2 separate regions of the Zea mays genome follow, and region 2 is linked to region 1. A link is a contact called in public Hi-C data. All regions are on one chromosome and are shown on one strand. The core of a region is the stretch at or near the end of the contact, and the rest is flanking DNA. Distances in the headings are between cores, read along the strand shown.

The links. Hi-C and Micro-C count contacts between places; a contact is called where the count stands out from the background.
Region 2: a Hi-C map of leaf shows a contact between it and region 1, with 4 times the contacts expected there. The contact joins the promoter of LOC103646942 here to the promoter of LOC103646939 in region 1. A contact is called at or near these places in 6 of 25 Hi-C or Micro-C datasets (ear, endosperm, leaf and 2 more).

Annotation. Positions count from the first base shown.
Region 1 is chr2:128,153,228-128,159,375 of Zm-B73-REFERENCE-NAM-5.0, reverse strand. It overlaps LOC103646939 (protein transport protein Sec24-like CEF), which reads left to right and starts at 2,866. Exons shown (of 23, transcript XM_008671548.3): 1 at 2,866-3,814; 2 at 4,343-4,576; 3 at 4,672-4,746; 4 at 4,825-4,923. The coding sequence starts at 2,987.
Region 2 is chr2:128,596,917-128,603,064 of Zm-B73-REFERENCE-NAM-5.0, reverse strand. It overlaps LOC103646942 (mRNA-capping enzyme), which reads right to left and starts at 2,643. Exons shown (of 18, transcript XM_008671549.4): 1 at 2,410-2,643; 2 at 1,758-1,903; 3 at 991-1,123; 4 at 707-858. The coding sequence starts at 1,895.

The DNA of each region.
Region 1 (6,148 bases), core at 1,617-4,116:
AGGAGTCTAGGCGTCTTAGGATGTTTAATGGAGGCTTGGTATGTTGCTCCATGCGCCTAGGGGCCCCTTTTATAGTCCCAAGGCGGTTAGGAGCCGTTGGATCTCCATTTGGTAGGCAATTCTTGTCTTCTGTCGGTTGGCGCACCGGACAGTCCGATGCACCACCGGACATGAACCGTGTCCGATTTCTTTCCTTCTTTGGCGAAGCCGACCGTTGAGCCCTCGGTCCCCTTGGCACACCAGACAGTCTGGTGCGGCCTAGTGACCATTGGCTCTGGCCACGCGTTGCCCGCTGATCACGCTGCCGACCGTTGGCGCGGGCGATGTTGGCTCACCGGACAGTCGGATGAATTTTAGCCATGGCACCCTCGGTGATTCCCGAGAGCAGCGAGTTCGTCGCTGAGCCAGCCTGGGCACCGGACAGTCCGGTGCACCGAAGGTTGGTGCAGATCTGGCTGTACTTTAGCCAAACTTCTCCAATCCAATCTCATTTGATTTAACAAGGTTCCTAGCACTTAGAGGAATATGTTAGTACCAAAAACAATTCACTAAGGCTAGAGTCATACCTTGATTCTTGATTTGCATCTCTTTAACACTTAGTACACATCACCTTAAAAACAATACGTGTTGGGCATCCAATCACCAAAACATTTATAGAAATTGTCCAAGGGCACATTTCCCTTTCACAACCTCGGACCTCACAAGTCCAAGTGTAGTGATGCACACATTTAGGGGGAGGGTAATCTATATTTTGACCTTTTTAAGACTAATAATGCTTTCAAGTTAATCGTATTTGTAGTCTCAAGGTATTTGAAAGGGAAATAGTAAATTTGGACAAAGACAGGGCACTTCCACTGCACTTAGATATCAAAGGTTCTTTGTCTACATTCACTTAGTTTTTATTACAATGAGACCATGAGGATTTCTCCGTTTTGGTGTTTCATGCTAAAGGGGGAGAAATTAGAGGCCAAAGCAAATGGATCGACCACCACTTGAGTTTTTAAAAGTGTTGAGTTTGAACTTGTCTTTTGATCCAAAACCCTCTTGATAGTAAAGAGGAACTCCCTTATTGTGAAAACTACTTAAAGGTTGAGATTTTTATCAAAGGAAGTTGCCTTATGTCAAAACTATTTTGATTTGTAAACTCGGTTTATTTGACTTAGAAGTGAGAAAATGGTGAAAATTTCTTAGTTTGCAAAATCAAAAGCAAGTGATGGCTAAATGGTCCAAATATGCCAAATATTTGAGAAACTTAGTCTTAGTCTTCAAATCACATCTTTTGATCTCATATTGAATAGCAATCTTGTTTAAAGTTAGTCATATTTTATTTGTTTTAGGTGTGTTGGCATAAATCACCAAAAAGGGGAGATTGAAAGGGAAATGGACAATTAAGCCATTTCTAGATTGAGATTTATTTATAAAATTTACCAGACCACTATTGTGCATGATCCCGTGTTGCACCAGACATTGTAGTAACGATTACTTCTGGCGCGTAACGACTGCTTCAACGAGCAGCAGACACGTGGCAGTCCAGTGGTGGACCGGTCCGGTCTGGTGCAAGCCCGATTTGGATGTTGCCAATCAAGATCCCAAGGACCTATCCTTGTTTCCGGTCTGGTGGTGCACCGGACCGGTGCGGTGTGCCATCCAAGAGCAGAATTTCTGTAGATTTTTAAGGAAGGTTCAAAGACTTTGTGAAGCCTTGGGGCTATAAATAAGCCCCCATTTTGACCTTCACTGTACACCAAGTATATCAAGAGCAAGTACTTCACTCCTACTCATTTGTGAAACACACCAAAGTGATCCGAGTGCCCGTTCTAGTGAGATAGTGTTGTGCTGCTACTGTGTGTTCGTGTTGTGGCTTTGTGATGTTGTTCTTTTGCTCTTATGTGTGTTATTCTCGACCCTCTTGCTGTGTACGGCTGTAAGTGACTCCAAGATGTGGAGATCCTTGTGAAGGGAAAAGTATAAGGAAGACTGTTGGCTCAAGTTGATTATTGGATCACTTGAGAGGGGTTAGGTGCAACCCTCGTCCATTGGGACACTATAACGTGGAGTAGGCGAGTATTTGAGGCTTAATCGAACCATGAGATAAATTGCCTTGTCTTGCGTGTTTGATTCTTTTGCGATTTATTCTTTCTCTCTCTCTAAGTTCTCAAGTTCACATACAATATTGTTCTAAGTTATAATTCCTCATCTAAAAGAGCAATCAATTGAAATAACTTTTCTTCCTTCTCGCCTTAACTTGATCTATAATTTGCAGTAACATCTAAATTAGTTCAAGTTTTTGTTTAAGTTGTGATTTTTGAGATGCCACCTGTTCACCCCTCTATGTTACTATCACCGGGACAATGGCGGTGCGCGCGCTGGACGCGGCAACATGGGGTACGGGGCAGTTCACCAACGACGACGCGCGGGGTCTATGTGACTGGTCGACGACAGTGCGCTCCTGGGGCATGACGCGGCGGTTGGGCATGGGCGGACACAACGACGCTGAGCCTAGAGGGGCGACACTAGGCAAGGAGAGGTGTTCGGGACAAACCGGACGAACTAGAGGGAACGAGCGAGAGAGAGCCGATCAATAGGCGGGCCCTTTCTTCGGCGAGCTTGATGCTGTGAGCATTGACGTCGAGTTGTCGCCACACAAGCGTTAGCTCAGCGCCCGGAACAGAGACATCGACACCATCAAAATTGGTGTAGAGATGTGATCCATTCATTTTTTTATTTATCATGTTTTAGTTAAAAATGAACTAAGAGACATAAATATTCGATAACGGTTAATAATGATGACGCCGACACGCGAGTTGCATTTGTTAAGATGAAACGTAGTTGTAAAAAAGTTTCGAAAAAAGATTAAAATGAAAAAAAGACGGCCTGCACGGCAGGCCAGACCGCCAGACCGGTCAGGAGCAGAGCACCCGACCGCCTTTCCTCCCCCGCCTGGCCGCCTGCCACCGCGCGCCAGATCCCGATCTCGCTGCGATCCATGGCGTCGTCGCCGCAGCCGCCGCCGCCGTTCGCCGCGCAAAACCCTACCGCGCAGGGCTCGGGCCAGGGGCCGCCAGGCTCCGGGGTGGGGGCTCTCCCCGGGGCGTTCGCCAACCTCCAGATCTCCCGCGGCGCGGCCCCGCCGCCCGGCGCCCCGCGGGGGCTCACGCCGCAGCAGGCACCGCCCACCTTAGCCGCGCGTCCGGGCCCCCCACCGTCCGCTGCCCGTCCCGCCTTCCCTGGCAGCCCGCCCGCACCGCCATTCGTGCGGGCGCCGACACCGTCAACTTCCGCCTCGCCGCCCTTTGGCGGACAGCCTGGGGTAATGTCCCAGCCGCCGCCACCGTTCGGAGGGCCTCCAGGTGCGTCGTCTCAGCCGCCGCCGCCGTTCGGTGTCCCCCCCGGGGTGGTGTCCCAGGCCCCTTCCCTGTTTGGAGGCCCTCCTGCGACGGCATCGCAGGCGTCTTCGCCTTTTGTTGGTCACTCTGTTGCTGCGTCTCAGGCGGCACCATTCGGTGCCCCCCCTGTTGCGGGTTCGCATCCTCCACCCTTCGGTGGGCCTCCTGGAGCGGGGCCTCAGCCAGCACCGCCATTGCGGCAGACATTCGCTGGCCAGCCTGGGCCAATGGCCGCAGCGGCAGCTTGGACGCAGCCACCTCCACCTAGCTTTGGAGCCCCGCAACAGCCTCCACCACCATTCGGTTCGCGGCCAGCTGGGCAGCCGCTCTTTGCTACACAATCAGCGCCTGCGGCACAACAACTGCCATTCATGGGGCCACCCAGGGTAAATGCCCCGGCGTTTGGACCTCCGTCTTGGCAAACTCAGGTGATCTTGCTAGTTCTACTGCAGAAGTTTAGTTTTTTTTGTAAGGGAGTGAGTGACACTGGGAAGCGGTGTCGGTTTACACTTTTTGTGGTGTTTCCAATCTCACATACCCAAGGATTATGTTTTGAATGTTCATCTGCTAGGTATTTTAATTAGGTTGTCTGATATGACATATGAGCCTTATGTTGATTGACCTGTAACCATGTGTGGTAGATATTAGATTTGTTATTAAATTATATTCTAATGACCCATAATTTGTTAAGGATTCCAAAAGTTTTGTGTTGCCTATGTTTCTGTAGTTATTTGTTTGGCTTAAATAGCATATATGTGGACTTTTGGCATACATGGTTGTTGTGATTACTAGCTTAGTAGTACTCTTATCAATATGACGTGAAAATTTCGAAACTTAATTTATTTAAGTATATGGTTTCATAGTGTGTGAGCAGAGAATTACTGAATCTTAAACTCCAGTGATTCTAGGAAACATAGAAGTTTGACCTCTGACATGCTCTATGGAATTATTTGTAGGGAGCTGGGTCTGGTGCAATGCAGCCACCTTTGAGAATGCCAGGCATTCCTGGTAGCATGCAGCCAAACACACTAGGACCCCCTGGCACCCCGACTATACCTTATTCTCCACATGCTGGAACCCAGGTATCAACCCCGTCCAAAATTGATCCTAATCAAATTCCACGTCCCATGCGTGAATCATCAGTCATCATTTATGAGACCCGTCAAGGTGGCCAAGCAACCATTCCCCCGGTATGTCTTAAAGCTTGGTGTCCATTTTCGTTCATATTTCGTTGCATGCTAAACCTGTTCCTGCCTCTCATAAAAGAGTAGTTTATTGATCACAGGCTGCATCTAGTGAATTTATTGTGAAGGACACTGGGAACTGTAGCCCCCGTCTAATGCGCTGCACTGTGAATCAAGTAACTTGTTTGATATAGCCTGTAATTCTCTTGTGTCTTTGTTTCTTTGTAATCTGCTGCTAATACATGCTCTATCAGATACCATGTACTGGGGATCTCTTGACTACTTCGGGCATGCCTTTAGCTCTGATGGTTCAACCTTTTTCTCTTCCTCACCCATCTGAGGAACATATTCAGGTACTTTTTTTGTCATTTCTTGCACCTAGGCAAATGCTGCACATGTTCAGGAAACTTTTCAGACCATTGATTGATTTTATAGGTACTACAATAAGTACACCTGTTGATTTCAGCAAACATTTCAGATAAATGAATGATTTGATATAGGTACTATAATAAATGCAACTGCTATTTTTTTTCTTTGAAGTGCTATGAGACCAATGAAATCTGCAGAAATGCATTGGGATGATAATGCCACTAAAGGATGCAATACATGCATAATTGAATTAGATCTTCTAACTAAAATGAACCAAATCCATCTAAAAGGAACCTTTGTGAACTGGTATTCTTAACTTGAGCTTGAATAGTTTTGCTATGCCCTATGTGCTTCAATATAAAACTGCTATATTTTGTTGTACATTGCAATCATTAACTGTCTAACTTGCGTACTTCACTTGCAACAGAGTATTGCCACTCTTGCTCAGGTGATGCCTATGCCAAGATTTTATAAGTTGTAGGCCCTTTGGTTTCTGATTAAAAGACAAGCTTAAACAAAGAGCCAGCTGTATTTGTATTAGAAGCCAATAGCAGGTGTAGAAAAGCTTTTACTGGCAATTGAGGCCTTGTTTTGAGGGGTATCACACATATTACATGTTCCAATAATTCAAAAGCAAATTAAAAAAATACATACTTTTTAACTTTTTAGGCAGTCATAGAAGCTAGATTTTGAAAAGCAAAGGCTCAAACAAAGTCCTATGTGATCCACCATTAATTGTCTTTGTTCCACAACTTAACGAAGACAATAAAACTTGTGAGACTATTACTATAATTGGTCAACTTTGGTCTTCTTTTTTTCCTGATAATGCGAGTTGACCAGCTTTGGACCTTTTTCTTTCTTGGGCATTAATTTGGTCTGTTTTGGTCTTAATCTCACTATTTAGGTCCTGTTTGCGATAGCTCCAGCTCCAGAAAATTTAGTGGAGTTGGTGGAGCAGGTCATAGGTGCTCCAGAAAATCGTGGAGCTGTAACTATTTAGAAGACATTTAGATAAGTCATTTTGTTTATTATTTAGATTGAAAATATTTTTAAAACTATTTAAATTGATATTATAAACTACAGCTCCACATTGGAGCTGGAACCTAGAGCCATCCCAAACACCCCCTTAATCCCACGCTTTGAATTTGAATGTTATAATAGGTCAATAAATTAGATCATGCACAATCCAACTTTTACACACACTGATAC
Region 2 (6,148 bases), core at 1,394-3,893, 440 kb before region 1:
GCCTGCCTGCTGGTTCTCCTCATCGTATTTAATTCTTCTGCAGTCCCTCCCTTCTTAGGCTTAGCACTTTCTCACCTAGGCAACAACTAGACCAACACCTTAAAACACTGGTTCAAAATCAACTGGAGAACATAACACTGGTGTGTGCAGCACAAAGAACTAATTGCTCTGGTTTATGTTAATACAGATGAATTCACCCTTTTGCCTTTTGCCATTCAGGGGGCATCAAAGGTGACAATGGCACTGGAAAAAGTTTGGAAGGATCTCAGAGCAAGCAATGATGGTATATCTGTGCAGGAGAAATATCATTGTAGGATGAAGACAAGGAAATGGAAGGATGATTTGCTGCCTGCTGGCATGAGAAGCCACAAGACCAAAAAAAAGGAAATTGCACATTGCTCCAAAAAGGTAGGTTCCTAACACACATATGTGGTACCAGACAACTAAGAACCACCCACCCATCAAACATATATGATCATCTAGCCCACCAAGTGCTGATTAGAAAATAAATACCACCTAACACCTCCTCTTTTTAAAACACTAGGGTTGTAGACAAGAAAAGAAACTCATTTCTAGGGGCAGAATGATGTCGATGAGCCAAATTTCTGTATACAACAATGGTAAATAGAAAAGAAGACTACCTTCACATGATAGTTAGGAGGAGGGGCTACAGTTTGGTCCACAAGAACAAGCAAGCAATACTTACTTCGCGGCCAGCTTTTCTTTGTTTGTTAACTAGTTGCTTTGAGGAGTACCGCTTCCCAGGAGGCACTGACTCATTGAATGTTTCGTCAAGAGGAACTTTAGATGGTATGATTTTATCTATTGGTTCCCCAAATGCAGGGCAGTCCAGCCAGCCTGAAATTGTACCAAGATATTATGTATAGAATCCACATAGGAAAAACGATAGTGAAAGGAAAGAATAATGCATAGGCAGGGGGGACACAAGGTGGAATATATCAGTAACCCAAACTGCCCAATACTTCGTACCCTGAGGTGCCTCTTTAATGCGACTATGTCTTTTGGGTTGAGGAGCATAATCATTCCTAATCTGCTGGGAATGTAGCCTTGACCCATCATCCTGCTGCTCTCTCTTTAGTCTCTTGCGTCTCTCTTCACGCTCCTGGCAAAAACAGCAAGATCACATAGAAGGTATGGTTAGTATCGATAAACCAGCTTGCAGGCTCGATATGAAAAGAAAAGAAAACTAAAATGAACTGTTTAAAAAGACACAAGGCCCTTCTGGCACATAGATAAACAATGCATGTGTACCAGTATGTATGCAGTATTAAGGCAGTCAAAGTAAATCACCCTTCAACAAGGAAACATATTGAACTTCAAAATAATGGTTCTACTACAAATCCAATGTATAATTCACTACACCTGTGGTGCACATTAAGATATTCCACTATTTAATACATATATAAACTATAGTTAAGAGGGTCCCTCACTTTGTGAGGCATTTCCTTCGGCTAATAATGTCAACCCAGCAAAGGTAAACGTGGGTACTAAACAACATTTATCGTACCTAATCAGCAATCATTAATAAGATACAAGCATGGTTTTTAAAGCGGTATGGCGAGACAAGGCGTTGGACTGCCGCCTGGACGCCTAGGCGAGCAAGGCGCCTAGCGTTGGACCACCGCTGAACGCCTAGGCGACGCCTTTAAAACAGTGGATGCAAGAGCAGATATGCCAAGGGCACGGACGCACAGTACATGGAATAAACACCAACACCAATGAAGATAGTTGTGTACCCGGCGCAATGTTGCAACAGCAGATTCAACATGTTCCGTCTGAGCATACCCAACCTCAACTGAATCATCATAAGGCTGTTGCTCATCATCGTCAGGCACCGGTGATGCATTCAAATCCATATTCGTATAGAAGGTCATTCAATGACCTACATATATGATGTAGTCAGTTCTTTTGGACTTGCACCTAACAGAAAATGATATGCTCAGACACTTGTATGTGGACAAAGAATGCATATTAGAGATGTCCCAAGCTACCAAAACCAGAAGCCAATAAAATGGCAGGCATTCAAAGAACTTGTGCGGCGGCAGTACAGGGCAGGCAAGCCTTGTGTGAATACACGCAAGTATGGAGGCGCCCCAGGCAATCATTAGAAGCCAATAGAAAAACAATCATTCAAGAATTAGCCAAAACAGCGCGTGCTGAGCGATGTCTAAGCCATAGAGCACGGAAGGACGGAATCGACGCGAGCCGACGCCGCTAAGAGCACACTGCACACATCCGGAACCAAGTAGGGTTCACGAGCCCTAGCCCACTTCCACCATGCCACGCTCTCAGGAGCCGCGCGGGACCCAGCCCGAGAAGGCTCGCGCGCTGAGCGAGCGGGACCACCTCTCACCCGGGGAAAACACAGTGGGATGGGAGGGACCCTACCTTGCGCGGAGGGCGGAGGTCCCCGAGGCCCACCCCTTTCTCCCCGCGAGGTGCAGCGTAGCGGACCCTTAACACCGCGCCGACGGGCACGGCGACGGGTGACGAAGACCGGCGGCGAGGCGGGGGTAGAGGAAGGGGAGGGATCTGCGGGGTAGGGTTTGGGAGCCGTCAGGTGACGGACGGACGGACGGACGAGGGTCGAGGGGAACAGCAGTCTCCAGTCGGGGCCGTGGTCAGGAGAGGGCGGGGGATTTATGAGATGGCCAGGTGAACTAGGCGCACCACGCGCGCTCGTGCGCCCTCCACGTGGCATGGACCGAGTAGTCGCCAGTGTCCAGCTCAAGAGAATGGTCACGGCAGCGACAAAAAAGAGTCTCAGGCTATCCGTACTCATACTACTCTAAATTTCTACTCTAAAAGGAATATTCTATCCCCGTCAGCAGTCATGTTTACTCTATATCACAATCCTCTGTAGTCATGTTTACTCTATATCTCAACTCTATACCAACTATCACATATTATATTATTTCTTTTCAATTTCTCTTTCATTTCCCATCTCAACTGTCACCTGCTACCTAAGCCGTGTGGTGCAAAGTCCCACTGAAACACATTCGATTGGGTAGAAACGTACGTACGCTAAAGATAGAGTTTCCTTTGGGCCCATGAATTTACAGTAGCTGATAGAGTCTCCCGCTGCAGTAAATTTTTACTCTATATCTCACCTTATATCGGTAGAGTATTCTTTACAGTTCATCGGTGCGGATAGCCTCAAAAGAAGGCGGTGTATAGGCAATTGGGTATAGGCAGACGGCAGACCAGGTGACAGCCGCACTTTGTACACCTTGTTTAAATAGAATTAGACTTCACTATGCTTCTTATTTCAATGGGTACGTATGCAATAGTTAAAAAAATAATATAAAACATAAATTTAGAATAATAAACATCAATATGATATATAAAATATCACTATGATATATAAAATCTATGTAGCAAAATATCATCACAACACTAATATTATATTGATGATATAAATATATAATATTATTATAAATACGTCGACCCGAATAGAATGGACTAGTGTCGAACAAACATTATAATATCGCACATATTTCTAAAAAATCAATATAGAATTTTAAATGGTAGACAAATATATTAACAATCGTATATACTAATCTAATGTTGTTTAGCAATATTGATAAGTATATGTTGTATGTTTTGCAGGGACGGTAAATTAGTTTTTCAGGAAATTTGATTTGATCCTACATGTATGTATATATGTATTTGCCATTGTTCTATGATAGAGTTTTAAATATTTCATGCAAGAAACAAAATAAGAAGATCATGGCATTATCCTAATTTTGTTGACAATAAATAAGCAATAATTATCGGAGACAAGGAACAAGTAAGTAACCCATGAATAGTGAGAAAAATGAATGAAAAATAAAAAAAAAACTCAATTCTTGTAATTCTTATATACATATGAATAAAAATATGTACCTTCAGAATTATTGCCATGATACCTCTTCTTATTTGTATAAGCAGTAAATTCAATATAGGCGCCATGGTGTGCGACCTATAACCCTTAAACTGGTTATAATAATACACATAAATGTCTAACAATTTAGACCAAAAGAATTCAAACCGGAGACGCCTCTTGCCGGGGATATGATCCCGGGTCTCTAGGGCCCGCCAGTGAGAGTGTGCGCCGAGGAAAGGCCTCTGGTCGTTGGAGCTCGTTGGTCAGCTGGAAAAAATAGGATACGTCAATCCTGAAAGAACCCACCCCTGTCGAGTCCCGCGGCATCGAGCTCGAGTCGGGCATGGGGAACCTAACAGGGGCCCGAGCGTGTCGGAGGGAAACCACTCGAGTGGATCATGCGTCCAGCCCCAGACTGACTCGTCGTAAATAACCGACCGCATTAACGAGACCTGGCATCGAGCCACAGGGCGGTGTCGGTTCGTTCCCACTCATGACCTACGAACCCGGCTGCACAGCACTCATGGCCTACGAACCCCCCCACACACACACGAGAAATTTGGAATTCTACCACTATGAAACATGGGTTTCTCTACTTTGCCATCGAACGAGTGGTCTTCGTTTATATGCCATTATCAAACTTGACACAAACTTTATACTGCCATTTCATCGTTTAATAAAGTAAAAAAGAAATAAAAGAAATATTGAGACCATTTGCCCTGCCTTATCCTTATCTGTAGACGCCACACAGACAGGAGTTGGAGGAGCAGGGAGAGCACCTCGTCTCTCGCTCTCTAATGGTCGGAGCACGCATATGTGTTGCCTACCTGCTCCGACGTACTTTGCAGTCAAAGGAGAGCAGGACGGGCAGTATCTTGGCGGGTCCGTGGCAGTGCACGCGTGGGAGTCACCGCAGTTGGCCGGCCGCTAGCGAGGAGTGCCACCACGACGGTAGAGCCAAGTAGCCAATGATGCTGGAGCAGGTGCGAGCGAGCGCCGAGCGGGCAGCAGCATGGGCGCACCACGCGGCCGCACGCACACGCCAGTGCTGCCATCGTGTCCACCACGATGCCGGAGGAGGCACCAGCAAGCGGGCAGCGGCAGCTCGGGCCTGCCATGCGGCTACACGCGCACGACAGCGCTGCCATCGCGTCCAGTCGTCCACCCCACCGATGATGCTGGAGGATACACCGACGAGCAGGCAGCAGCAGCTCAGGCGTGCCACGCGGCCGCACGCGCACCCAGCGCCGCCGCCGCCGAGGTCGCCCCTCCCGGCCGCCGCCTGCCCGCCTTCACCCCCGCGTCCGTTCACTGCAACAACGGAGTAGTGGGAGCAGAGAAACGTCCTTCTCCTTCTATGTCTGTCTTAGAAACGGTTGTGGGCACAGCTTCGGCTTCGCCGCCGTCGCCATTCGCCAAGAGCGTCACCTGCCTTCACGACAAGGGCAAGCGAGGGTAAAATGGTCTCATAATTCCCACGAATTTGTATTCAATGGTTTTTGTTTTATTAAATAGCTAAATGGCATTTTAGCGTATGGGCTTTGGTTGATAATGGCATATGAGCGAAGCCTGTCAAAATGATGGTAAAGTGGCGAAACCTATATGTGATAATGGCAAAATTCCAAATTTCTCCACACACACACACACATTATGGCACATTTATGGCCCGCGCACCCCTCAGCTTGTGGCGCACTCATGACCTATCGGATTTAGTCTAAGTGCACAGACCACTTGTAGGGTGCAACACAATAAGCCGCGCCGAGTCCCGGGCTACGAAAGCCAAGGTTCGATATAGCCTAAATGATGGTGCATGGGACCCACGTAGCCCCGCGCTGCCCACCATAGTAAATACGAGATAGCAAGGCGACCTTGTGGCTCACGAGTATGCATGGCTTTACCCCGGGTAAGTTTACCCTTGCCTTACAGCTCTTTTCTAAAGAAGCCACCGCTGGCCGACCCCTCTCCAGGCCTATAAAAGGGATGGGTTGGCCCCTAGGCAAGGAGGTTGAACGAATGTGAGTTAGTTAGGGACACACCCACAAGGACGAGCCCTAGATGAACTGATGAATAGGAGGAGGAGCCCGACGAGGACCAGGAGGCCGGAGCCCCTCCATCAAGCCAAGATTTAGTTAGGACTACACTCTGTAGCTTCTAAGCTCCATTTCCATCTCAATAAAGGGATATGTGCCAAAAACCCTAAAGACTGCAGACCTAACTTCCTAGAAAATTTCAGAGTCAAAAGCACCTGAAAAGTCAAAGCGG